Linked DNA regions of Hordeum vulgare: region 1 is linked to region 2. The links are chromatin contacts, called in public Hi-C maps. All regions are on one chromosome and are shown on one strand. The core of a region is the stretch at or near the end of the contact, and the rest is flanking DNA. Distances in the headings are between cores, read along the strand shown. Region 1 holds the start of LOC123397017 (ethylene-responsive transcription factor ERF071-like). Region 2 holds the start of LOC123400019 (homeobox-leucine zipper protein ROC6-like).

The links. A called contact is a pair of places that touch in the nucleus more often than the background predicts.
Region 1: a contact with region 2 is called in a Hi-C map of seedling, with 2.1 times the contacts expected there. The contact joins the promoter of LOC123397017 here to the promoter of LOC123400019 in region 2. A contact is called at or near these places in 1 of 6 Hi-C or Micro-C datasets (seedling) and 1 of 1 datasets of contacts at active chromatin or transcription factors (embryo).

Annotation. Positions count from the first base shown.
Region 1 is chr5H:497,084,185-497,087,123 of MorexV3_pseudomolecules_assembly, reverse strand. It overlaps LOC123397017 (ethylene-responsive transcription factor ERF071-like), which reads right to left and starts at 1,635. Exons shown (of 2, transcript XM_045091736.1): 1 at 1,363-1,635; 2 at 604-1,263. The coding sequence starts at 1,471. The coding sequence ends at 755.
Region 2 is chr5H:496,931,892-496,934,904 of MorexV3_pseudomolecules_assembly, reverse strand. It overlaps LOC123400019 (homeobox-leucine zipper protein ROC6-like), which reads left to right and starts at 1,622. Exons shown (of 8, transcript XM_045094412.1): 1 at 1,622-2,406; 2 at 2,544-2,791; 3 at 2,913-3,013. The coding sequence starts at 2,236.

The sequences.
Region 1 (2,939 bases), core at 386-2,885, 150 kb before region 2:
TACATAAATATATATTATTTAAAATACTTCAAAGTAAGTATAATAAATTAAAAATAAAAACACTAGGCTCCCACGTACAAGTGCGCGTGCATGTGCTCCTACGTGTTGGCAGAGTGCCGCTGCCTCACACGTTGGACCTGGCCCAAGTAAGGGATCGCTGTGACGTGTGAACGATGCTTCTTCGCTAGCGCGAGGCATAGCAGAGCGAGCCCCCGGAAACAAGGGGCTGCCACCGGTATCGTCAGCCCACAGCAAACGGCTTATCCTCTGCTGCAAGCAAAGCGCAGGCAACAACCGGACACGAACGAGACAAACCTGTCGTGTACTGTAGCAGCCTCGCACCGTGTCCTAGCGCTGAAGCACGACGTCAAAGTTCAAACAACGTGCGTGAAAACGGCGACTCTGCTCTGCTCCCTCAACGTTGTTCCCCCCGAGCGGCCGTCTCGGCGCCGCCTGCGGTATATACGCCGGCGAGGCTCGACCATGCGGTCTGTCGGCCTGCACTACAAGACGAACGCCGGAGTACTGTGGATGATGGGTGTCTTTCTGCTCTAGGAGGTACCTTGGCCGATCACAAGGAACTGTTCCATTGGTGCAACATAGTCGACTGAAACGTTCTATTTACATGAAAAGCTTGTGAAATCACATCGGGGCATTCACCGGTTACAAAACTGACAAAAATGAATTCAGCGGAACAACACAAGGGAAAATCTTGACTCAGTTCGCCGCGGCCAGCACGGGCACGGCACGATGATCAGAGCCCCAGAGGCCCCGGGTAGTAGTAGCTGTCCTCGAAGCTCCAAAGCTCGGCCGGCGCCTCCTCGGCGGCGGCACCGACGGCGGCCGCGGCCCCGCCCTCCATGTAGGGGACGCCGAGGAAGCTCATGTAGCTCTCGTACGCCATCAGCTCCTCGGACAGCGCCTTCACCTCCTCGCAGGAGCACGGCGCCGCGGGCTCGACTCCCTCCTCTTTCTTGGGGGAAGGGAGCACGGCCGGCGGCGGCGCGGCCGCCATCGTGCACGACGCCTGGTGCGCGGGCGCGCCGGCGAGGATCTCGTTGGGGAAGTTGACCTTGGCCTTGGCGCCCCTGATGCGGCGCGCGGCGCGGTCGTAGGCGCGCGCGGCGGCCTCGGCGGTGGGGTAGGTGCCGAGCCAGACGCGGACGCCCTTGACGGGGTCGCGGATCTCCGCCGCCCACTTCCCCCACGGCCGCTGCCGGATGCCGCGGTACTGGTTCTTCCTCCCCCGCTTCGCGCGCGGCGCTGCAAGCACAACAAGAGCGCGCCGGTCAGCGAGTCCTGCTCCCGCACACGGACGTCCGTTGCCGAAGCCCGAAGGGAATACTGTGAGGGCGCACGTACCTTTGTCAGGGGCGGCGCTGTAGGCGTCGGGCCAGAAGTCGGCGGTGGACGCCCGGCGGCGGTGCGCCGCCGCCGGGATGTAGTCGTAGATGATGGCGCCGCCGCACATGGATATTGGATGGATGGTGACCTCGGGTGCTTTAGGTGGCGGGAAAGGCTTTGGACTGGGAAGGGTGTTTTCAGCGGCGGACGGACGTTGGATTGGGTTGGACGGTATGATGAGGCCACCACCACGGTGTTTATGTACTGGTCGGCATTGTGGGGGCCAGCCACCAGGGAATGGATCGAGGAACGAATGCTCGTACAGGTCGTACACTGGACGGCGGCGGCACATCGTTTTCTTTCTCTTTGAACCGAGGCCGCACGTCGTTTCTTTCACAGCCGCTGTTTAGCCCAAACCTGACGCGGCTCCTTTTTGCTGATGCTTGGAGCAGACCAAAGTGGATACCGCTGCAAAAGAACTGTACGTACGTAGCCTTCAACTTAGCCGCAAAATGCAAGTCAACCTTGGCGCGCTTCACTTACCTCAACGTAAATAAGTAGGTATATGTTGGAGAGTGGATTTTTGGAACATCGGTGCATTAGAGGACTTTTTTAAAATAGTTTCAAAATCACGCTTAAAATGTCAAAACATCCCGAAAGGATTTCTACATAAGCATATGGATCGAAATTACACCTGTGAAAATTTCGGTGATGAAATTCGTAAACATGTAGGCTATTTTTTTTTTTTAAAAATGGCGATTTCTAAATACTGAATACTACCTGCAGTATTCATCTTTGCAAAATCATGATTTTGTCACTTATGTGTAACTCACATGGTTACTTGCCTCATCATCGGAATTTGCACATGTGTAACATACATCCCTATGAACATATGGAATTATTTTTTAAATTTTCAAAACCTTAAAACCACCATTTTGACACTAATTAAAATATAGGGCTCTAATGCACCTATCCATTAAAGTGACTATTTGGTATAGTTTAAACACCATACCCGAGCTACTCTGAAGAAAAGCCTCCACACACATTACAACCACAACGCAAAGGAACCTGTCATAACTAGAGCAACGGGGCCACGTCATGACCAGCACCGATCACCCAAAGAGCAACAGCTACCACCGAAAAGAAGATGGAGAGTGGGTGGCAGGACTCAGATAGTCCCAAGAAAACCACCATCTTGTACTCACCGTCGTTGGCGTACATAGCGCCCAAGAAACTCTACTCAGACCAAGGGTACACACCGGAGAACCGACACACAGAACCTTCTAGCCATGTCTCCACACTCGATGCTCCTAAAAGAGGAACGACGCGAGGGCGCGAACATCGCCGGTCCAAGACCTATGCTTTCATCCAGAGACAACAACCCAAACAAGAAGGTGAGATGCCGACACACATAAACGACGCCTCCAAGGAAGGGAACGACACCCACGAGCGTCGTTGTTGCGGCACCGACCGGATACGGACATGATTTTCATCCTTAACATTTGACGAAAAAGGGTTCCCCGCTTTATACTATAAAGCCTCGATCAAAGCATACAAGACACCACAATGTTCAATGCACCCAAGCCAACGCCAAC
Region 2 (3,013 bases), core at 373-2,872:
CGGACACACAATCAAACTTCAGACCTGACATCCCATCATGACTAAGACGTCGAAGGAGGATACCATACCTGTCATCCAGCAACCACAAACGAGCACATGTTTCGTCTTTGAGATGTCGTCGATGCAGGCCATAATCTACATCCACTCCAGGACTATCTCCCAAACACCGCGCCGACGTTGGAGCAAAAGCCATTGCGACGTTGGAGCCCGAGGACGCATTTCCACCACAAGGGTGTTGCTTCCACGATGTCATTCCCTCTTGAACATATTGGTTTTCAAATCCATCATCGATCATATGAACGATCGTTTCGTTAAAGAAGAATCTGAAGCTTCTTTATTCAACATCGTCGTTGCCACCGTCTGAAACAAGACGTCGAACATTCCAAGATCCTGCGCTAGTAGGAACCTAAAGTTAAGGATCCGACGACCCCCTCACCACCGACGATCAAGAGGTTCCCGACGAAGGGAAGCCGTAGGAAGGCGGCCCCAGAAGGGTTGACTCTCTTGACACCGGCGGCTAGGTTTGCTGGTCGCTAGCCAAAGAGGAAACGCGTGCAGTAGAACTGGTGGTGGCTCCGGCGCACGGACCAGAGCGGCAAATTAACGTGGAGAGCGTACGTACATACGTACACAGCCCATGCACGTCCCGACGCACGCTCGTACGTGCTAGTACACGGGACGTCGATCACGCTCATCCAGCTGAAGCGCGCGTGCCTGCTGTCTGACTGGCTGGCTGGCTGTGTCCAGCAATGAATACGGCGGCGCCCTCACCGATCGAACGAACCACCACCACCACCACTTCCCGCTCCCGTGCCGTGGCACGGCGCCAGCCCCGCCCGGCCGCGGCATTTACTCCCCGCCGGTTGGCGTTGCGGATGCCAGCCTCGGCTCGGCTCGGCTCGCCCAGCCGCCGGACGGGACGGACGTTACACCAGCCAGAAACACCCCACCGCCACCGCCACCTCCCCTCCATTTATGGTCTCCCACCCGTCGATTTTACTACACTTCCCCACACGGCCCGTGCCGTGCCGTGCGCCAGCGCCAGCGCCACCTCCATCCATCCATCGGACGACGACGCGGGTTCGTGCATTTTCCACGACGCGAGCGGGAGCGGGAGGGGGACCGTACGGGCGTCCGATCCGAAAAAGGTGACCCACCCGTGACCAGTCCCCGTCACGACTCACGCACCTCCTTTTCCCACCTCCACCTCTTTCAGTCTTTCTCCCCTCTCCCCCTCCCTCCCTCTCGCCACCACGGCTGGCTGACTGACAGCGAGCCACCGCCGGTGGTTAATCACAAGGTAAAAAGATCCGTGCTGCGTGCGTGCGTGCCAGATCCCGGCCGGAGCTGCATACGGCCACCGGTGTCGGTAACGTACGTACCGCCGGCGGTGGGGGCCATTTGACTCTCGCGTCGCCCCAGCCCCCGTGTGCGAGTCAGCCCCACTTGATTTTTCATTTCTTGTTCGTTTCCCTCGCCATTTTCCTCCTTCCACGGATACACACACGCACCTGCTTTTACATGGGCACGGCCGATGACACACACACACACTCTCTCTCTCCCTCTCTTAACGCAACCGATTTATCCGCTCGCCACATGTCCGGCTTTATCTAGCACGAACGCCCTCTGCCTGGCCTGGCTTGGCTTGGCTTGGCTTAGTTATATCCATAGCCAGCCTCCCAACCCCTCTCTTCCCATCTCCCACTCTCCTCCTCCTCCTCCTCCTCCTCCTCTCCTCTTCTTCCTCCACGACTTCCTTCTCCTTGCACTGCTTTGCTGTTACCCGGCTTAGCTCCTAGGGCAGTCGCCGCCGTCACAACGGCGGCGGCCGAGAGAGGGAGTTTGGAGAGTATCTCGGGACGGCAACCCACAAGTGCAGGGATCTGCACGTCGCGATTCTTTCCTTGTTTGCACCGGGGCTCCATGATTCCCTTCCGCCCCCGCGCCCGTCATGCCATGTATAGCCCGTCGCTCCTGCTATTTTAATGCATGCCCCTCTCTCTCCCTCATCATCATCATCATAAAAATAACGCAATCAATCGTCGGGATCTGAGGGGATCGACTTTCCATCCTGCCTGCAGCCGCAGGGGTGGGTAGCAGGATCAATTCTCGGGGATAGAGGGAGGACTGATTTTAGCCAGTCATCGGTCCTTACAAAAGAAAAGAAAAGAAAACAACAGCCCGGGTTGTAGTAGTCTTTGTCTGTCGTTTGCGCTTTGCAGCAGTAGTAGATAGATGAGCTTCGGCGGCATGTTCGACGGCGCCGGCTCCGGCGTCTTCTCCTACGACGCCGGCGGGGGCGGCGCCGGCATGCACAACCCCGGACGCCTCCTCGCGCCGCCGCCCATCCCCAGGCCCGGCGCCGGCGGCGGCTTCGCCTCCTCCACCGGCCTCTCCCTCGGCATGGTACGCTATAATAATAATACTTGCCACCCGCCTGTCCGTTCGTGCGCTCACTACTGCTGCGTGTTTAATTGTTCAGTTTCTCTTGTTGGCCGTGTTTAATTGCGTTCGATTCTCCTTGGTTTAATTTAATTTTGCAGGCGAACATGGAGGGCGGAGGTCAGCTGGGCGACGCGAGCAGGCTCGGCGGTTACCTGGGGAGCACGGGGAGCGGCGGCGACGGCGACTCGCTGGGCCGCGCGCGGGAGGACGAGAACGACAGCCGCTCCGGCAGCGACAACCTGGACGGCGCGTCCGGCGACGACCTCGACCCCGACAACAGCAACCCGCGCAAGAAGAAGAAGCGCTACCACCGCCACACGCCGCAGCAAATCCAAGAGCTCGAGGCGTAAGCAATTGCAACTTCTTGGTGCATGCAGTTTCTAGCCCTAAACTACAGCTTCTCTTTGCCTGGCTGATTCATTTTGGGTATACGTACGTACGTGTGTGTGTGTGTGTGTGTGGCGCAGCGTGTTCAAGGAGTGCCCTCACCCCGACGAGAAGCAGCGGATGGAGCTCAGCCGGCGGCTCAACCTGGAGAGCCGCCAGGTCAAGTTCTGGTTCCAGAATC